Linked DNA regions of Mus musculus: regions 1, 3 and 4 are each linked to region 2. A link is a contact called in public Hi-C, Micro-C and promoter capture Hi-C data. All regions are on one chromosome and are shown on one strand. The core of a region is the stretch at or near the end of the contact, and the rest is flanking DNA. Distances in the headings are between cores, read along the strand shown. Region 1 overlaps Adam23 (a disintegrin and metallopeptidase domain 23). Region 2 holds the start of Adam23 (a disintegrin and metallopeptidase domain 23). Region 3 overlaps Adam23 (a disintegrin and metallopeptidase domain 23). Region 4 overlaps Adam23 (a disintegrin and metallopeptidase domain 23).

Region 1 (5,507 bases), core at 886-3,385, 130 kb before region 2:
GCGAGTCTAACCAAAAACAGCCGTAAGTGCTCTCTCCTCTAGTGTGTCGCTGTTTGCTTCACGGCTCCGAATTGACATTTCTTGATAGCTAATGGAGGCCCATCCCACCTAACAGGCAGGAGAAGGTTATTAAGCTCAGTGCACAAGCACGCCTGTGTGTCACAGAAGCAAACAGCACCGAGGTATCTTTGAAAGCCACGGCTGTGCTATGCAGAGGGCTTGACGAGGAGGCTTCATTTCTCTTGCCAGGGCCTAACTCTCCAAATCTAACTTCTGAAGGTGGATCCGAGAATGTTTTGTTCTAGTTTTAAAGTAACAAAAGACTGAGTGAGTGTAGGAGTGGAGTGGATTCCTTTTTAGAAACAGATTGTGAGGGTGTGATAACTATTCTTACAGAGTTTTAATATCCCAGGCATATTAAGCAAAGGAATGAAGTGTGTTTTAACATGCTCACTGTCATGAACAACCCACATGCATACAAACTAGGCTACGTCTCTTTAGGAACTGTGTAGTCTAGGGAGCTTTGTCTGCTGTGAGAATCATGCTATCCCATACAGACCACACTAAAGTTCAGAGTTTAAATGTTTCATCCAAAGCAAGGTTGATCAATTTGATGCTAGTCGTATGTGTTTAAGAAAACATCATGGCAGTTAATTTATAGGATACTATTAGCAGCACCATTTAAAACAAGAATCTGAGGTACAATGCCATGGTCAAATGTCAGAATTGGCACTAGCGATAGTTTGTTTTCTGGGAACTTGCTACTTAGATGCTACATAAAGCCTATTGTAACTGACAGCTTTTCACGATCTTTGGGAATGAAATGAGGGGGTGAGAGAGGGGAGAATAATGAGAAAATGACTGTCATATTCATTTTTACATAGGCAGTGCTGTAAAATGATGCAACAGAAACTGAGCGTGCTCCCAGTTTGGCCTCTGGTTGCCTGGGTAACGGGCATGTCACCTGACCTCGGGGCCTGAGCATTCTCATTTTCAATATCACATGGTGACTATGAACTGCCACAGACTCATTATGCTAAATTCTAATCTCTCTCTTCTCTTAGCGGCTGCTTAGAATAAAGCTTCAGACCTTTTACATTCCCTTTGAAAAATTAAAGCTATCCGAAGAACTGATTCTTTTAGCAAATCAAAAGAATTTGTTAGAACGGGGCATAAAAGACTACAACTTTCCTCTGGAGAGAATGTGACATGGAGGAGCCATAAAAGTCTCATGTCAGCCCCAAAGACTGTACCGATTTGAAAATGGAATGGCTTAGATGAATTATAAAATAATCGGCTTTTGGGAAAGTGGGGGAAAGTTTAAGGTTTAAAGGGCAGAGAAGAAACTGTTTTAAAGGAAGCCAGTATATTTACTTTTCTTACTGCAGTTCCAAGCTAGGAGGTCATTTTAATATGCTTCTGAAAGTGTGGTACACACAGGATGGCGCATCTCTGTGGCAAAAGGATATATTCCTGTGTGCCTCCTTCTGAAGCTGTGGAAGTGGATTACTGCTGCAGTGGGAGAGGGGAGATGAATAATCTGCAGTGATCTAAAACCGGAATCATACAAACCCTTAGGGCCTTCATCCTTAGGGGGGTTGGGGTTCCGAACTGGATCCCGGATGCTGCAGTCTGTGCCTGCCCAAGTGAAATCACAGATGCAGGTGGCTTCGTTGCTACACACCTGTGACAGAGAAAGAAGAGAGACACAGCGATGTGGACCACTGATAGTAAGCACAATCTCACTTAGAAGGCTTCCCAAACATTCCCATGGCTTTGAGGACTAAGTTCATGGGTCAAATTATTGAATATATTTCCAGTAATTATGAAAAATTATGTTTAGGTGAAAAAAACTGTTTAAAATGATATGATTCACAGTATTAGACATATTTAGGTATATAAATGTCCAATAAAGTAGATTTTTTCCCCCTGAAGCAAATGTTTCTAGGAACAGCTATGAAAATATACATGTTTAATACAGTAAGTTATCAGACATGGGACTCAAAAAACAATCCCAGAGAAAAGAGGGAGCAGGCTCCAGGGGCAATTCTCAAAACAAAAGACCAAGAGACACAGTCCTTAACACGCTGCGTGATCTCGCCATGCCCAACCGTCTGGTGGCACTTTGCCTGCCAGGACAGCACTCCTCACCCCTCCCACCATCTATTGGAGGCACTCTTTCCCAGTCAGCAGGCTGACACCCTCCACCAGGCAGCAAATGGCACAGGCTTGCAATTTACATGAATCAAATAAAACACCCCGCAAACTAGAAAGAAAGGTGCCGAGACCCTTTTATCATTAGAAATGATAAAATCAAATGCCAACGCTTTTAAATCCAAGATACTGTAATATATGGTTATGACTAATAAGACTGAACTTTGCTTTTAAAAAATGGTGAAAAATGAGATGGGACAAGGGAAAACAGCAGAGCTTTTATGTCTCATATTTCTAGAGCAGCAACTAAAATGCTTAAAAAGTCTACCTGGTGATTTTATTTTGGATAGAAACGGTACTGAACACTCATTATGTGTCAAGTTCCTCTGCCTCTAACATCACGACGAGCTTCTCCCTCACTTCGCACTCCATCATCAGCTAAGGGCTGAGAGAGGGTAAGTACCCACCCAGAGTCACTAAGACATAACTGAGCAGAGCCAGGATCTAAATCAAAACTCTTTCTAGCCCCTGAATTCGTGTTCTTAAGTCACTAGATAGGATGGCTGACTTCAATGTCATCTTCTTGGGATTAATAAATACCTGAAGGACATGAGTAAGGCACACCTTTGGGGTGGGGGCGTGTATCTGAGTGTGTTTCTGAAGGATCAGCTATAGGAGAAAGGCCCCACCTGAATGGGGACCCTAGTGCCACCCCATGGAATGGGGTCTGAGTCTGAAGAAAAAAGAAGTTAGCTAAGCACCCATGGTCCGTGCCTTTGCTTCCTGCTCTGACAAATAGGAGGAATAAGTTCCTGGCTGCCACACCATCCCCAGCATGCTGGACTATGTCCCTTGAACCATGAGCCAAGCCACCCCCTCCTCTCTGGAATTACTTATGTTGTGTGTGTGTGTGTGTGTGTATATATATATATATATATATATATATATATATATATATATATGTTTTTATGTCAACAAGCAAAGTGATCAGCACACCAGGCTACCTGGCCTCCCTGTGAGCTTGTGCTTTAACCAAGCATCACCAGAAGAAAAGCTTCCTGGTCCTGTCACCTTGCTCTCCTCTGTGTCACCTGCCTGTCTCTATGTGTTGATGTCGAGTTATAGCTGGAGAAGGTGATCCATACACATAAATAATTCAAATTAATTTATAAACGTTTATTTTAGCAGATGAAGGCACTCAGAATATGATGATAATCAGGGCACAGAAACTGGCCACAGTCTCAGTAAGAAATGTCCGTGTCTGACTGTGTTATCACTGTGAACCCAGGGTCCCAGACAATGAAGGTCAAACCATCACACTGCTGTTTACTTACTTACCCCGTGGCCGGAGCAGACTTTACCCCTTGAGTCAAGTGGGCAGCTGCTCATATTCAGGGCTTGAATCTGTAGGCACTTCCGATCTAAGCACATCATGGAGGGGCCACACGGAGTCCCATCTTCAACGTAACCCACGTCTGTATCATCGTCTAAAACTACATGAGCACCACTGAAAGCAGACAGTGATCTGTTGTATTAAATAATTCATCTCAATGGGGTGGGGCTCAGTTCTACCCCACCTTCGATCATTCAGTGCCCAGATAAAAGTCACAAGCCTTTATGTTTACGAGAAGCCTTCACACCATCAGACTTGGGCACATATCCACCCTCTAAGCTATTAATGTTTACTTCCCTATCAATAACCCTGAGTTATAATTTTCTGTTATCTATCTGGGCTGCTCTTATCTCCAGCTGGCCAACCTTCATGGCCATTTTTTTCCATGACTTACCTACCCAATGCCATCTTCTCCTCTCTCCACCTTCTTCCTTATCTCCCGTGGTCTCCTGCCTCGGATCCCAAGCCCAGGAACTGAAACTCCACCTAGTCTCTTCTGCCTCAGTATAGGCTGTGAGCATCTTTATTTATCAATCAGGGCTAACTTGCGGGGCAAGGTAAGGACAACCAGAGCCAGTATGCAGCATTACAATACATAGCAAAAGACCACACCTCAACAGTGACCCACATAAACATAAGCACCACACTATCCAACAACACAGAGCCAGCCCGCACAAGGCTTGCCATTCGTGAAACAGAGATACTGTTACAGTGAGCCAGGGTTTATTCGAGACTTTTCTTCCCTCCCACCTATCTTTAATAAAAGTCCAAGAAAGAAACTGCTGTTTGTTATCATTTACAGCACACAGCATCAGGAACAACAATTATCAGCAGGAAATATTCTAACTCTTTGGGTGTTCTCAATATTAAGGATAAGTGAAAGGTGTTTGTGTAGACAGAGAAGAAAGTGTGTGATTGATTCTCCAAGGCCTGGTGGGGAAAAGATAGTATGGGAGGGAAATAATGCTGAGCAAACACAGCAGAGCAAGGCTGTATTTGATTTGAAAACCATTACTATTACCTCAAAGGATTGGGCTATCACAACTGAAAGGAGAAAGCCAGGACTTTACTAGTGCTTACCTTTTATGTTTCAACGTTAGGGGTAATTAGAATTTGGATAATAATTAGAAACTGGATATAATTATTATTAACAAGGAGTCTTGCTGAATGTTTTACCAATATGGTAGTTTGTAATATAGCCTTATAATTCAGTAAGGCTATTAAAGACAGGTGAGGTAACACACGCTGGAAGAGTGCTTGTGTACATGGAAAGTCTAGAGACAATACTACAGATGTTTCCCAGGGAGGGGCTTATTCTCTAAGGCCTAGTTAAAATTACCTTCAGAGCCATTCAACAAGATGGAAAAGTAACAGTTATCTGACCAAGACGTCATGAAATTGTGCAGAATTACTCTTGGGTAATTTCAAACATTTATTCACTCCCATTAAAAGGTGGTTTGAAATTCTGGGAGAGTGAAAATAAAGGGACAAGAACTGTGTCAGTTCTGTGGTAGGATCCCAAAGGTGTTTTAACAGCAGTGCCTCTGAACAAGAGAGCGCCACCATAGAACCATGGTTACTCTGAAAGCAATGGCTCTTACTTGTGATGTAATGCAGCTTCCTGGCTGAAAACACACGCCTCTTGTCTATGTGCTATGTGTACATAGACGAATGGATATGAAAAAGGATGTGTGTGATAACACCAATAAAAATATTTAATGTCTATTATCTGTATGTGCTTGGGTACTTATTAGGGCATCCTCTAAACCAGATACATGCGACATAATATCCTGCTTAAACTGGATGTTTTATGAAAAATGAAGCACAGTATTCAAATAGTGATATACTGCAATGCTCAAAATTTTTAGCCAGTGATAAAATGAGTACAGGGATTGATTATCCCTAATCCAAAACACTGAACTCTGAAATGCTTCAAAATGTGAAATTTTATGAGTACTTA
Region 2 (4,935 bases), core at 1,378-3,877:
AAAACTGGTCTATATCTTATATAAGTCGTTGTTTTCTGTTCTTCACAGTCTCTTGAAATGCTGAATTGTTTCCTGACAAGACATCATAGTAATGCTTCCCCCCGCCATGCCCAATTCAAGAAATAAAGTGAACTCAAGTGCAAGTTCTGCATGGAAAGTCTGCTGGGGAAAGGACAGCCACACTGCCTTCTGTGGACAGACTGCCAGGACTTATATCTCCTGGGAGGTAGCTTCCTGCACCTTTACATAAATGCTCCCAGAAACAAGTCAGAACTGCAAACAAGTTCACTCTATTGCTTAGTGCCAAGGTACCTGAGAGACACGGGGACCCAGTTTGTCACAGGACGTCTGAAAATGTTCAGTTTCCATTTCAGTCAAAGAGACAAACAGTAAACCCTGTCCCGGTCGATCCCAAGTTAATTCCCTCTAGTTTCTCTTCTACCATCGTATTAATTGCTTACTTAATAAAATGCTGCGCTAAAATTCGTGAAATCAGATTCTGGCAGAAAATCAAATGAAAAGAGAACTCCTTGTGGCAGCAAGTTGGACATATTCAGCCTCCTGCCTACCTTATTGTGTTTCTGTTGGTGTCTGGCCTTTGTGTCAAGAACATGATAGGGGCTTTCTGAGTCCTGGTTGATGTAATACACCAGTCTTGAAGGCAGTGTGATTTCTTTTTGCACTGCACTGCTGTAGCTGGTATTTCTGCTGCTGCTATTTTGTTGCAATGTGTTGTCTTCATCTGCCAGGACTCCCAGGGTTTTTTCTGCAGTTTCATTCCAGTGCGGAGCTGGGGGGGTTGGGGGGGAGGGAAGCACAAATATACACAAATACACACAGATACATCCAGTAAATATATAAACTCTAAAATACATCTTTCCATTAATTACATTAACAAAGTTTTCTATTGCTAAAAAGTTAGAAAGTGGAGACACCAAAAGACAAGTTACTGTAACAGTGGTTTGGCCTGGATAGGTTACACAACCATGTCCTGTACTCAGGTATATCTTTTCTATCCACTCTTAGAGCCGAACATCTGAACTGTAAGGGGTCAGAAAGCAGAATGCGCTTAGGGAAAAGTCAGCAACTAACATGCTCAAGGGTCCTGACCCTTGTCCCATCCCTCCTCAGAGGATGCAGCAGCTCAACTGTACCCATCTTAACATCACCTCATCTGAGAGCCAAGAACACTCCAGACAAAACTTGGGTCCTGAATTCATGGACACTGAATGTAAAGTGATACTTTCAAATATATTTGTGTGTGTGTGTGTGTGTGTGTGTGTGTGTGTGTGTGTTTATGTGTATTATGTGTGTGTGAATGTAGAAATATATATATGTGTGTGTGTGTATATATATATGTATATACACACACACATATATACATACATATATGAATGATTTCTATTTCTTTCTAACTTTGAGATGAGAAAAAAAACTGTTTTGCCATAAAGGGCTATAGTTGCTGGCAACTTTCCAAATTCTTTCTTTTTTACTGCCAAGGCCAGCTTTCTGCTTTCAGTGACTTCCAATCACCAGTGTGCTCAACATTGTATTATTCTGATTGCTCATTATGACAAGCATTTTGGGAAAACACAGCCAAAGGTCATGCGCAAAGAGTGTCTTGGAGACTTTCATTCTCTGGTCCCCAAATTATGCCTCTCTCACCTTAATTCCAACAGTAGGGACTAAACCTGGTGGGGAATTTGAGGGATCAAGCATTTGTCACTATTATTGCATGCCCCCCACCCCTCCGCATTCATATGAAGGTTCCCCAAGGCAAAAAGCAACTTGCTAGCTCACTGCATCTTCCTGTCACTGGAAGTTACATAGAGAGCGCTAAAGGACTCAGGAGCCACCAAATACCTCTGGGTGGAACCCACAGTCACTGGAATGGGTCTTTAGTGAATGCAACAGAAACGGACTTCCAAAAGTGAACCAGCATGAACCTGGGCTTGGGACGGACAAGGGTGGAGAGGTGGACAGGGAGGCGCTCGAAGGCCAGGCTGGGGACCCACTCGTCCGGGTTACACGCACCTGCGTGCCCTTCTCTCTCCTCCCCAGGGCCCCGCGGGGAAGGCAACGCAAAGGGCACCGGCCATACCCACCGCTGGGCGCAGCGGCCCCCCGGGCACGGGGCCGGGATGAGGTGGCGAGCGCAGGTAGCAGGAGAAGGACGAGGAGCAGGCGGCAGGGCGGCGCGCGGGCCGGCACCGGGCCGGCGGGGCAGCGGCCGGGGCCGCAGGAGGCGCCGGGAAGGCTGCAACCCGTCAGGGTCGGCCGCCGGGAGATGCTGCCGGGCGGCTTCATGGCTCATCGCTCCCGGGCGCCGGTCCGAGTGACCCGCGAGAGAGCCGGGCTGGGCTGCGGGGCGGCTGCGGGCGGAGCCGGTCACGCCGGCTGGGCGCGCATGCTGCGGCCGCGGGCAGGGGTCAGGGGCTGGGGTCTCGGGGACGGCGGCGCGCCGTCCTCTGCTCTTTCCGCCTTTCCGGGAGCGGCCCGCAGAGAGGGGTCCCCGCCGCTCCACCAACTTGGAGCCTCCTCCAGTGGCTGCACCCTCCCAGTGGCGGGCGCGGCCGCACCAGTGACTGCGGGGGTTGCTGCCGGGCCTAAGGATGCTGAGGAGGCGCGCGCAGGAGCGAGCGGCACGGGCACGCGCGGCGCGGGCGCGAGACTCGGGGACGCGCAGCGCGGTACTGCACCCCACCCTCCGGGAGCGCGCCCGAACGGGGTTTCGGGTGCGGATGCTGATGCTCTTGCAGATGCTGATGCTGTAGCCTGCATGGGCCGCGCTGCGCATGCTCGACTGTGGGAGCCCTGGGGGGGGGGGGGGGCAGAGTGATGCAGCATCCCAGGCAGCATCAAAATAGTTGGTGGCACCTCCAAAGACCAGAGGTAGGGGAGAAAGAAGTTTGCAGTCAGGGATGACCCCAAGAGGAAAGTGCAAGGGTTTCCAGGCCTGGGGCAAGCCTGATCTGGCAACAACTTGCCAAGAAAAGCGACCCATCCTCAACACCCACTCCTATACCAACTCTCCAGCGCAAGGAAAACTGAGACTATGCATTTTCCTTCTCAAACCTTTATTTATTTCCTTCCTTCAAATAAAGGGCTGCAGCCAGGGAGGTAAAAATAGCTGTGCTCCTCATAGCAGCGAGTGGGATGACAGTGGGAAGCACTGTGGTGCATCCGCAGGCTGGCGTCTGTGGGCACTGAGCCACTGGGATCCCCTTGCAGGGTCGTGGGTCCTCCCTCCTCGTGCCCATAGGGCTTTGAAGAGAGCTAAATTCAGAAAGTGTGACGGGCCATATTCTGGAATAGAAGAAATACAGAGATTAGAAAGCAACCGTGCAGCTATCTTAGGAAATCTATCGTTTGTCAACCAGCCTTGGGGGTGCGCAGGCATTTCTGAGAACACACTTCTATTTTTGAGATCCAGTCGTATCTTGTGCAGAGAAAGGGGGTATTTTCGCTCAGTGCTGTCAGTTCCCTGGTTTGGGTGGGTTAGCAGCCGCTACTAATTCTGGTGGTTCCTAATTAAAATTTGAGGCCCATTTCTATCACTGGACTCTGGTAACACCAACAGTAACTTATCCACTCTCCCAAGACTGGTCTGAGTAATAACAATGGTGTCTAACTCCATTATTGATATTTAAAATAGAGCTAAGGATATCTACTTGGAAAGGGCTGGGAAGGTTCTAGAAGTGTGTGATTAAAATAACAGTCAAGGCTGTTAGCCACCTTCTGTACCCGAGCTTCACGGAACGAACTTCTGGAGACAGACAAAGATGACAGGCCTGCATGCAGATCTCACACTGCAGAGCGGTTGAGGTGTCAGATATTAATTTTAATCTCTTCTTTCCACATTTGAGCATGAGTATTTATTGGACACATGGATTTAATTAATTAACCAATGTTCGTTCGCATGCACACACACACACACACACTCTCTATGCGAGCAGCAACAGTTTTCATTCACATTGTAACGCTAGGTCCTAACATGCTATCTAAGGACCAGGGAAATCTCTTGGATAATACATGGCCAATGAGTAAGCCAGGAGATTGTCTATAATATACATCCTGAAAAGGGGGTACGGAGACCTCGTAGTGCATGAGGTTAGTGACTTTCCTACTTGCTATCCTTGGCTCTCCATATGCAAATCATTTTTCCCTATCAAAACATGGCAAAAACAGGTGCTGGGGGTGTAGTGTTTACCTATCATGTAAAGGCCCTGAGCACTCCATTCCAGCATCACACAAAAAACTATCTCTCTCTGTGTGTTTGTCTCTCTGTCTGTCTCTGTCCGTCTGTCTGTCTCTCTCTCTCTTTCTTCCCCACCCTCTGTGTGTGTGTGTGTGTGTGTGTGTGTGTGTGTGTGTGTACATGCACTTGCACTCAAGCACACATGAATGTCTGCTATGGCACATGAGGATGTCAAAAGACAACTATATGGAGCGACCCATGGCGCTGGCCACATATGTGGCAGAGGATGGTCTTGTTGGACATCAGTGGGAGGAGAGGCCCTCGAGCCTGAGGATGCTTGATGCCCCAGTGTAGGGGAATGAGAAGGTGGATGTAGGGGAGGTGGGAGGATGGCATTGGGTGGGTGAGGGAGCACCCTCATAGAGGCAGGGGGAGGGAGATAGGGGGTTTCTGAAGGGAAGACCTGGAAAGGGAAAAACATTTGAAATGTAAATAAAGAAAATATCCAAGAAAAGAAAAAGAAAAAGAAAAAAAAAAAAGAAAGTGTTGACTAGACAGAGAGTCAATACATATATTGAACCTAACAATGTGTTCATCATGTAATCAAAAGGACAAATGAGTTAAATCCTTAGGACCTGTATTTAAAAAGCCAGGAACAAAGATAATAATGTAATCCAATGATGAAAAGGTGTAGTCAGGTAGACCTCAGACAGAGTTTAGCTAACTTGGCAAATTCC
Region 3 (4,847 bases), core at 1,293-3,792, 110 kb before region 2:
ATCAGTATTCCCTCCATGTGCAGTTTATGCATCAGATGACAAGAGTTCTATAATCAGTACACTAACATTTTAGAGAAACCAATCACTTCAAATGATGACAGACTCCTGCCATGTTTCTCAGCAGAGTGATCTCCCAAGAGTATGATTATTCATTAACAGGCACCCCCACACAAGCCTCTGTAACTATACCATGTTCTTAATACCCAGGTTTTATCTCATAAAGGAAAAAAAATAAATGCGGCATGGGAAATGCTCATGATTCTGTACAAGGTGCCTGAGATGGATATGAGCTCTGAATTAACTTTTTAAAGGTCAGGAATTTGATTAGAACAATCCATTAAGCTTTTCAGACACGGCTGCAACAACAACATGACAAATTCTTATGTGTCTGAGCTGGGACAAAGCATTGATCATAGCAATCAGGAAAAAAAAAGAAGGCAGTGACCCCACAATGAAGGATAACATGTCTGTTCTCCGCTGTTGTTCTTCTTAGCTTGGAGGATGAACTGAGCTAAAAGTAGAGACAGTCTCTTATACCTACCACATGGAAACCACAGTCGCATTCCTCCCCGGCCTCCACATATCCATTTCCACATTCCGTGGGCTCAAACAGCTGAAAGAGAATGGAGAATGCAGAGAAAAGCATTTGAATTTATTGCAGAAAACCTATACATCAAGCTGGCCATATACATGGCTGTATCATATGAATCTTCTGTGATTATTACTTTATATTCATTTTTACTTGTGTGTTCTGTGTGTACCTATGTAAGTATATGCACACACACACACACACACGTGGGTAGTTGGAGAGGTCAGAAAGTAACATTGGATTGCTTGGAACTACAGCTACAAATAGTTATAAGCTGCCTAGTGTCAGTGCAGGGAGCCAAACTCCACTATTCCGAAAGAACAGCAAGTTCTCTTAACTGATGAGTCATCATATAATAAGTGATCTACTATTTGCTTATTAATAACACTCTTTAAAATCATCTTAGAAAGGATGTGGTATCTCTGGGGATTTCCTTGGTGGGGTCTTGAGAGACAACCTTCCAGCATTAGATTGACTATGGAGTTAAGCTGTCAAGAAAAATAGATCGCTTCCCATGTTTTCTAATGGAGCTAAAATGTATTAGTAATAAGACTCATAGATATCTAATTTGCTGACTTGACTAAAGGCAGCCAAGAAGACATCCAAACTGTCAGAAAGATAAATATGTTTAGTCAAAACCAAATGTGTGATGTACAACTAAGGAAATGCCAATAAGCTTAGAACAATGTTGTCAGAGACTCAAATCTATCCCACTCATTGGAAAGAAATCTGCATTGTCTGGCACAAAGTCCCACCATTGCATTCCTTGAATTATCTGTGAGTAGAAAGAAAATTAATTCAATAACTTAGGAATTTCAATAAATTAACTATATGCAAATACCCAATCTCTTAATACTCATAAAGAAAAAAACTAAGTATGTTAAGTTAATGTATAGCCATGTGAATCAATAGAAATCTCTCAGTCATTGCTGCACTCATAGCAGAAGAAGTTTCTAGAATATCCCCCCCTCATGGTGCCATGAACTTGTTTCTGGATAATAATACTATAGATGGATCGATGAGAAAGTTGCTTACTCACATCAAAAGTGTCTATATCCTATTGGCTGGGACAGGACTTTCCTGGAATGATTATCACTTCTGGGTGTGTGGGGTATAAGGAGAGAGTCTGGAATAGCACACCTCAACACAGATGCTCAGAGCCATGAACTTCAGAGAAAAAGCTTGCCTCCAGTAGCCACATACACTATGGGCAACAGTCATCTACCACTGAGTCTACACAAGAAAGACTTGCTTCTACTACTTCCAGGAAAGAACTATTATAAGAAGTAAGGAAATGTTCTAGCCGAGTTGGGTGGGAGTCAGTAGTGCTAATTAATCTCCATGCTCCTTTGACTGGCAGGCAAGAGAATGCAGAAAAAGGCAGGGCAGTAGAAAGATGGCCAACACTTGGTACCAGGCTTTAGTTCTTGGGTTCTTTCCCCTTCCTGAGTTTGGTCACTATCTCAAAACAGATGTAAATCACAGCAACTGGGAAGATTTCTGAAGCAGAGAAAATATGCATATCAATGGAAAATAACAAGCAACACTTGCCTATGCATATATTCATTGACTAAGAACACTGGGGATAAAAAATTAGTTATATACATACAAGCTACTCTACTGGAATTCATGAAGCCTTCTTTTTTGATCATTGTAATTTGTAGTTTAAAAGGAGAAATTGTCCTGTATCTAACTTCTGAGATTGAATATGTAAACATAGTTTTTTGGTGTGAAATTCCCAAGTTACCAGGATAATTTTCTTCCTGTTTACAGGTAATCTGAGAAGTGTATATTCCAGAGACCTTAACCTCTCCAAACAAGCTAGAGCTGTCTCCTGAAGCACAGTGCTTACAACTGGCTGCCAGTTGCAGGGCAAGGTAACACTAGCCGTGCTCCATGTAATTCAAAACTGCCAGCAGTTCACAGGAGTTCTTCATTACACAGCTCACTCATTTCAGATGCCTTCAAGACTTCTGGTTTCTATGCCCAGAGGTCACTGCCAGGAAAGACCGAGCAGCCTATTTTAATGGTGCACAGTCACTTTTAACGTCTCAGTTCTCTTGAGATTTACAGCGCTTTGGCTTTACTGAGATTTCTCAGGGATGTCAGGTTCCAAGCAGTCATTCCGACACTAGCTGTATCACTCACTTGTGAGTATGAAATAAATCAGTCTATCCGTTGTTTGCCTTGGTGACTGATTTTTTTTTAAAGACAAGGTCAACACAATATTGCCACTCTTTAAATTTGCAGAGTATCGAACATTCTCTATACAAATGAACTCTATCTGACATGTGAGGTGTTATTCTAAAAGAAAAGTGAATTTTTTCCCATGGTCAAATTCCAATACCATCTGCTAATAATGCCAGTTCTGTCTTTTCAACTGCTGGCCTGCTTCATTTCCAAACATGCTCCTATAAAAACACAGCGCCTTCTGCAAAAGCGTTAGCCTGTCAGCTGGAGAATGCTGCCTTTGCTGAACTTTAGGAAAGTGTGATGATTGGTTGTGTTCTATGTCAAGGGAACTGGAGCATATCTTATAATCAAACAATTTCATGCTTCTTACAGCAAGAAATAAATATTTATATCATGAGGGCCAAAAGAAGATTTTCAAAATTTAATTTTACTGTCAAATGTGTTTTCTGAAAACTCCTAAAAATCTCTTCTGGAAATGTATAATTTTCTTTAAGTTTGTGCTTGAGGAATTGCAATTTTGTTTATACATACTCTTATGAAACGCCATTGCCAGCGTGGGCTTCCAGAGGAAGGGAACTATGTAGTAGAAATACTTGAGGTATTTATAGAACTTGCAAATGTTAGACCAAGACCACTTTTTGCTTGGCTGACATCAGTAATGCTTTCTGCCTGGGACCAGATCACCCCAGAGAGTGGAGGAGTTGGAGCTGGATGGTAGGAGAAACTTTCGGGAGGAGAAAACTAAGTCTCCAGAAGGAATGCCAAGGTTAAATGAGACTTAGCAAAGAAGTGATCCAAGGAAAAGTTCTTTCCATTCTGACTCCCTATGTCTTAGCAGAAAAATGAAAACACCAACATGAAATTCTGTAGAATTTTGCGTTTTAGGGAACTGCAAGCGAGCACTGAACACTGACACTCAATTTGGTCTCTTGAGCATGCAGCGGCTCTCTATAACTGAGCATCTATCAGTTGGGTTTAGTGGCTCCTACCTGAACTTGCAGTGTCTGGGAAGCTGAGGAAGGGAGCTTGTAGCAATGTAGTGAACTGTGTGACATGAGACTTGCTTTCTGAGAACAGTCTCTGATGTTTGCCATATCCTTACTATTGGAAAATCAAGTCACTAACCTTAGTTGGCCTATTGAAAAGACATGCTCCGCCACCTCTCTGTAAAAAGTCTCTGTACTCCAAAATGCTGCACTTTGAGAACTTTCGAGAGTGGGACACCCTGAAGAAACAAGGAACCAATTATGTAAAAAAAAAAAAAAAAAATTCACAAAAGCCATCATCAGAGAAGAAAATTAAAAACCACTGAAAGTTCATCCTGGATGTAGATGGATCAGCACAAATATTTGGTAAGATGCTTGGGTACAAGCTGCTACATCTACGGGGTGGAGTCTATAGGAGAAAGGAAAATGAAAACCTTCACAGACTAGGAGATTGGTCACTCCCAAGCTACCGACCCCCTGCCTGGTCTGTCTCGAAACCCATCGTTTAAAAGGTTTGCTACAAAATCTTAAATCAAGACTAGGTTTTAAAGCTTGATTATTTTTATTTACTGTGTCTCAATAGAGGCAACCTCACTTTCCTTTACTCTGTTCTGAATAAAGGGGGTCCAGCAGCCTACTAAACCTTCTTTTCAGAGAAGAGGCTGGAAGGTCAGTTTATTAAAGACAGTGTTACTCAGGCTTCAACAAGCCAAAATGTAAGTAAATGAATAAACCCTGAAGGATGTGTGGGATCATGCTGGATCATACATGCATATGTTATTAGTGTGTATGCCCACAGCAAAAAAGAATTAAGGGATGCTCCCGTGAGCAATGGCTCTTTATTCTTCATTTCAAATACAATTATTGAGCAATATTCATGATTTAGCATGAATAAAAAATGAACCTCTCTGTGATTTATTCAATCAAATTAAGACCCCTATGTCAGCACACAGGGGACTATCATACACACGACGAGGTTAAGCTAAATCATACACATTAGTTCCCAGGGAATGTCTGCAATAGGCCATTCTAGGATATAATGCAATAGTTTTATGTATGAGGGTATGTGCAGAATTAAA
Region 4 (5,336 bases), core at 1,364-3,863, 66 kb before region 2:
TGATTCCAGATGCTCTGTACACTTCAGTGTCTGATTTGTCTTTGTTCCTTCATCACCCCAGTCAGCTTTTCAGAACCAAGTACAGTGCAAGATGCTCTGTACCCACTGCAGAGAGCTGGGTTAGGACACTTGGGTTTCTGTCCAGATCTGCCACCAGGAGTAATGAGAGGGGTGACAACACATTTATGGGCCACTTACTCCATCTAGGAGGCATGAACTCATCCCTGAACCATTTATATGTCCTAAAGGTAGGTCTTTGTTCCTTCTACAAAATAAAGGGCTACAAAAGATGATTCTTCATGTCCCTTCCTGCTCAGACATATTGACTTTCTAGAAGTCACTCAACAGTAGGTTCACTTGTAGAAAAATATCAAACTACTCTAGTTGAAGAATAGGCAGACTCTATGGCTCTACATATAATTCAGAGCAATGTCCAATGTACCCTACAGTACTCCATAGGAAGCTTGGAAAAGGGTGATCAGATCCCAGTTGGTGAAACTGGGAAGGATTGCAAGGCATGCTCAGGTGAGAGGAGGTCACTGGGGGTGGGCTTGGAGGTTTCAGGAGATACATGTACATATGAGCTTCGTCTCCTTCCCTGCACTCCGACTTGCAGACCAAGATGTAAACTCTGAGCTATTGCTGTAACTACTCCACCCCCATCATGAACCCTTACCTTCTGACACGGTAATCCCAGTTAAAAACTTTTTTTCTAAGCTGCCTTGGTCATGGTGGTTTGTCACAAGGACAGAAAGGCAATTAAGACAGTGTCTATACTTAAACATGTATTCATGCTCACCCAAATGACCTCTGACAGAATCCTCTAAGAACTCTCTTTCCCCCGATTCCCACCAGTCCTTGGAGCTTTTAGTTCATTTAACGAATTAGTTCATGACAGCTACTGCTGGTCACCAGGCGGATCCTGAATTTTACAGACACTATGCCTGATCCCTCTGTTTACAGAAGCTTCTCTTTAGTCTCATTACATACATGTATACGTACATGTAGATATGTATACATATACATACATATATGTATATATGATGTGCATGTATGTGTGTGTATGAAAAAGAGACAGAGAGGGAGTCCAGAGGTCAATCTCATTCTTTCCTCAAGAGCCCTCCACCTTATTTTATTGGGCTCTGGGGTTCACTAACTGAAGCTAGGCTGGCTAATCCTCTGGTCCCCACTTCCTGCAGCATGTGCCACCATTTGGACAGTTTTTTACACAGGTTCTAGGGATTGAAGTCAGGTCCTTATGCTTATATGTCAAGAACTGTACCTGTCAAGATATCTCCCACCCCAACTTGTGATATTTTTAATTTATCAAATGATTACTTTCTTAAGTAGAAATGAAGACAATCACAGACACTTAGGTCAAGACATTCATACAATTATAGCTTGTTACCTACAATTATGCTTGTGCCCTTCTATTGCTTTTGGCTTGTTCCTTTTTTTAGACTTAGAAGTGAAATGGTTTATCAATTGCTATTTTTCTCAAGTGTGTAGGGCAAAGTATAATCCTTTGAGTATAAACAATAAAATAAGGGTTGTCACTGGGTAAAAAGATAGCGGTGTGGTGAGGCTGGGATTGAAGACTGGAGCAGATACATGAGGTAGGTAAAAAGAATTACAGGTTGGATAGAGGCTTTGTGTGAAGTAAGGCAAAGATGGCAGGCTAGAGTGTGGCCACAGTTCATGCAGACAGAGTTGCAGGCAGAGAACCATCCTAGCAAAGTGAATGGAAAGGGGAAGGGCTTGAGACACTGTAGTGTTACAAAAGAGACTTGATGACTTTCTAAAGGACATGTGGAATTGGAAATTCCACAGCACAGGTGCTCCTTAGGTCTCAGTTGAGGAGTCTGTAGGCCATAATACCATTTTGAATAAGATGAATAAGGAGAACAAGAAACTTGGGAGTGTGGATTCATAGTGCAGAGAAGAAAGAAGGAAGAGTTAGATGGAGAACCTGAGGCTTAGGTGTATAGTGGAAAGGGAAAGAACCCCCACTCCGTGGGCTTGACCCAACCAGCATGATGCAACCCCTGCTGTGGAGGAGCTGCAGAGCACAGGGAACACTTAAATCTATGGCTAGCAGTGTCTCCAAGAGGCTGACTGGTAGCATTCCATCCAGAAGAAGCAGCTCCTCCGAGTCTTAGGGAGAGAACTCCCTGCTTCTTTTACTTTCAACCTGTTTTTAAACTGGCACTTCATTCATGCCATATTCCAGAGGAATGAGAGGAATGGCTGAAGGAATAACAAACAAGCCAATGGGGGGAAAAAACTATCAGAAATAGTTAAGAGTTAAATAAGGTGTTTGTTACAAGATGAATATGAAGCACATATTTATATAAGCCAGCAAAAAACCATCTAGAGATAATATGGGAGACATTTTCCAGAATGATATCAAATGATACATACATATATATATATATATATATATCCCACATACAAATGTTAATACTTAAATACACTAGAATAAGCAAGTATAAATAAATATGAAGAAAAACACACATGAAGTTAACAGCAAATCCTTAGTTTAAAAAATAAAATAAACCATAAGACAAGTCATGACTGAATGAAGCAATTCCCTGATTCCCCATGGGAACAGGCCGTGTTGTAACACTATCCACCACCCTCGACCTACTTGAATGTTAGTGCAATTCCAAACAAAATCTCAAGGGTTTTTTTTTTAACATGACAAATGACTCTAACGTTCATCTTAAAGAAAAATGTATGTCATTTTCTCAAATAAAATAACAAAAGCAGGACTTTGTGTCAGCATTGCAAGAACTAAGATGAAGAACAGGGGCCTGGTCTTCAGCCCAAAAGGCACAGAAGAACATTAGAAAAGTCTCGAGTTCAGACAAGCGCATCCTAGGGTTAAGAATAAAATTGAAATCTACAAAGAGTGGAAAACTGAAAGCCATCAGGAGGTCATAAGACAGGAAACAAGTTCAGAAAGAAAAGGAATAAAGAATCCACATATTTCAGTCATGTGACTAATATTGGGGAAAATGGACAGCCATCCCACCCCCTACAGCAAACCAAGACTCTATTTATTAAGATTGTGTGTTTAAAGTAGAGATGTCTTAGGGTTTTACTGCTGTGAACAGACACTATGACCAGGCAACTCTTATAAGGACAACATTTAATTGGGGCTGGCTTACAGATTCAGAAGTTCAGTTCATTATCATTAAAGTAACAACATGGCAACATCCAGGCAGGCATGGTCAGGGAGCTAGGATGGGGGTCTTAAAGGCCACACCCACAGTGATACACTTACTCCAAGGCCACACTTATTCCAACAGGGACACACCCTCTAAAAGTGCCATTCCCTGAGCTGAGCATATACAAACCATCACAAGAGTCATGAGCTGAGTATAGAAATCCAGGTAAACACTGAAGGGAGGTCTTTGAATATATGACCTTAAACCCAAAAGCATAGATAAAACTATAAAAAATAACTACAAAAATTGAGATACTTTGTTAAAGCAACCAACAGTTCAAAACAAATGGATTAAAAAAAAATACTTGCAAAACAAGTACTCGCCTTCATGTTAGGTCTTAAAAAAGAACCAAGAACAAGAGAAAAGTAGACAAAAGGCACCCACAAAATCAAAATCAAATATTCAAGGAGCAATTCATAAAAAAAAAAAAACTGAACACGAAATGCCAAGAGCGATCAATCATATACAAATGCACAACTATAATAGCAATGAAAGACTTGAAAATTAAACTAACATAAGAGGACATTTACTCAATCTCTTTAGAAAATAAAAATGAATGGTAGTAGGAAGTGCTGGCAAGGTTGTTAGAAAACTAACACTCCAGAGAGCCATTTGGCAAAGGATGTCAAAGCCTGCAGTGTGTTCCCGCTAATCCAGGCACTCTGACTCTGAGGATTTGATGAAGAAAAGAAACAAGGTAAAAGCAGACCTTGCTTTTTCTCACACCCATCTACGCATACATATATGCATCACACACACACACTCACATACATCCACAGTCCCACACATCCCCACTCATATTCACACCCATACTCACACTCATATACACTCACAGTCCCTCACATTCACACTCACACTCGGTCATGCACACTCACACTGACCATATATATAGCCACGCACATTCACATATATCCACTACCAGCCATACTCACACCTACACTCATGCATATTCACATTCACACGCACACACTCACACAGATATGAGGTGTTTGTTGTGTGCTATTTTACAGTCACTTGGGGAAATTATCACATAATCAAAGAAAAGAACCAGTGTGAAAACCTTTGGGCTGTTTATATGCCCCCCTTCAAAGTAGAAAGGCTTACAAGGAGCTGTCTTCCAAAATGTCATCACCAGCGCTTACTTCTTGCAGAAATTCCCATCATTTCCCTTCCTTTCTTTTGCTTACCAAAACTTTCTTCACTGATGCTTGGTGACCTTTCTTTCCTTTTCTTCTTTTGAGATAGGGTTTCACTATGTAGCCCTCACTGGCCTGGAACTCACAGACAGCTGCTTGCTTCTGCCTCCTGAGTGCTAGAATTTACGCCGAGTACTCCACACCTGACCCAGACTACCTATCTAATGAGACACCAAAGTAGAAGTTTTATTTTGGGGGCCAAAAAAGTATGATGCATGTAATTTTGTGGTAAAGTGCATTATCTGTCAATTATGGGTATATTATCTATCAATTTAATTATGCTAATCCTAGTAAAACTACAAAGTGAAAACTAAACAATTTCCGAAAATACCATTTTGTATTCAGGTAGCTAAAACATTAGCAAACAAAACTTTTTAAATTAGTTTTTGAATTTTGCATACAGTGTATTTTGGTCATACTATTTCCTCTCCTCCAACTCTTCCCAGATCCATGCACACAATGTCATATTCATTCTTTCTCTCCCTTGAAAATCAAACAGAGCCAACACATATACACACGAACAACAAAAGAAATCTAGGATCCGTTCTGTGTTGGCCACCTGCTCCTGAGCATGCAGGAGAGGGTGGGGTGTTTTAAAGGCAGGCGTGGGACAATACACAGGTTTAAATTAAGCAAGGGCTTGGACCTTGCAAAGGAATGGATAAGAACCTGAATTTGGAAAGCTATTTATAAAAGCTGAAAGCAAGCGTTACTTCCTGTGTCCACAGAGAATCCAAGGTCTTTAGGACCTGGGGCAGGCAGAACATAGAGAAGCTCCTTTACTGGGTCAATTAGAGCCATCAGCAAAGTAATTAATGTTAGCAGCGGGACAGAGCTGCAAGAAACCAGCACACACGCTAGGAAAAGGTCTATCCATATATGAGACCCTGGAGCTGAAGCTCTCCTTCAC

Evidence for each region. Promoter capture Hi-C pulls out the DNA fragments that hold promoters and counts their contacts. Hi-C and Micro-C count contacts between places; a contact is called where the count stands out from the background.
Region 1: a Hi-C map of forebrain shows a contact between it and region 2, with 2.5 times the contacts expected there. The contact joins the enhancer-like site here to the promoter of Adam23 in region 2. A contact is called at or near these places in 2 of 39 promoter capture datasets (the HPC-7 cell line and maxillary cranial neural crest), 6 of 484 Hi-C or Micro-C datasets (cerebral cortex, cortical neurons, embryonic stem cells and 2 more), 2 of 115 datasets of contacts at active chromatin or transcription factors (embryonic limb bud and embryonic stem cells) and 3 of 9 other capture datasets (adipose tissue, liver and pancreatic islet).
Region 3: a promoter capture Hi-C map of 3T3-L1-derived adipocytes shows a contact between it and region 2, with 2.9 times the contacts expected there. The contact joins the enhancer-like site here to the promoter of Adam23 in region 2. A contact is called at or near these places in 5 of 39 promoter capture datasets (the 3T3-L1 cell line, 3T3-L1-derived adipocytes, hippocampal neurons and 1 more), 7 of 484 Hi-C or Micro-C datasets (3T3-L1-derived adipocytes, adipose-derived mesenchymal stem cells, cerebellum and 3 more), 1 of 115 datasets of contacts at active chromatin or transcription factors (embryonic stem cells) and 3 of 9 other capture datasets (adipose tissue, liver and pancreatic islet).
Region 4: a contact with region 2 is called in a Micro-C map of brown adipocytes, with 1.9 times the contacts expected there. The contact joins the enhancer-like site here to the promoter of Adam23 in region 2. A contact is called at or near these places in 4 of 39 promoter capture datasets (the 3T3-L1 cell line, 3T3-L1-derived adipocytes and pre-B cells), 3 of 484 Hi-C or Micro-C datasets (brown adipocytes, nephron progenitors and tail fibroblasts), 3 of 115 datasets of contacts at active chromatin or transcription factors (all in embryonic stem cells) and 3 of 9 other capture datasets (adipose tissue, liver and pancreatic islet).

Annotation. Positions count from the first base shown.
Region 1 is chr1:63,569,064-63,574,570 of GRCm38.p6, reverse strand. Adam23 (a disintegrin and metallopeptidase domain 23) reads right to left here. Exons shown (of 26, transcript NM_011780.3): 23 at 3,493-3,661; 24 at 1,573-1,684. Among named protein-coding and RNA genes, the nearest start is that of Gm22281, 3.8 kb to the left of the region's middle. Within about 2 kb of position 2,135, at least 4 of the 459 cell types and tissues checked have an H3K27ac peak or open chromatin away from gene starts, as enhancers often do. A contact at or near this core is called in forebrain, where this site is marked.
Region 2 is chr1:63,443,583-63,448,517 of GRCm38.p6, reverse strand. Adam23 (a disintegrin and metallopeptidase domain 23) reads right to left here and starts at 2,627. Exons shown (of 26, transcript NM_011780.3): 1 at 2,106-2,627; 2 at 570-790. The coding sequence starts at 2,307.
Region 3 is chr1:63,550,921-63,555,767 of GRCm38.p6, reverse strand. It overlaps Adam23 (a disintegrin and metallopeptidase domain 23), which reads right to left. Exons shown (of 26, transcript NM_011780.3): 15 at 3,908-4,007; 16 at 542-613. Among named protein-coding and RNA genes, the nearest start is that of Gm22281, 22 kb to the left of the region's middle. Within about 2 kb of position 2,542, at least 17 of the 459 cell types and tissues checked have an H3K27ac peak or open chromatin away from gene starts, as enhancers often do. A contact at or near this core is called in 3T3-L1-derived adipocytes, where this site is marked.
Region 4 is chr1:63,508,893-63,514,228 of GRCm38.p6, reverse strand. The region is part of intron 3 of Adam23 (a disintegrin and metallopeptidase domain 23); the gene reads right to left. Among named protein-coding and RNA genes, the nearest start is that of Gm22281, 64 kb to the left of the region's middle. Within about 2 kb of position 2,613, at least 11 of the 459 cell types and tissues checked have an H3K27ac peak or open chromatin away from gene starts, as enhancers often do. A contact at or near this core is called in adipose tissue and brown adipocytes, where this site is marked.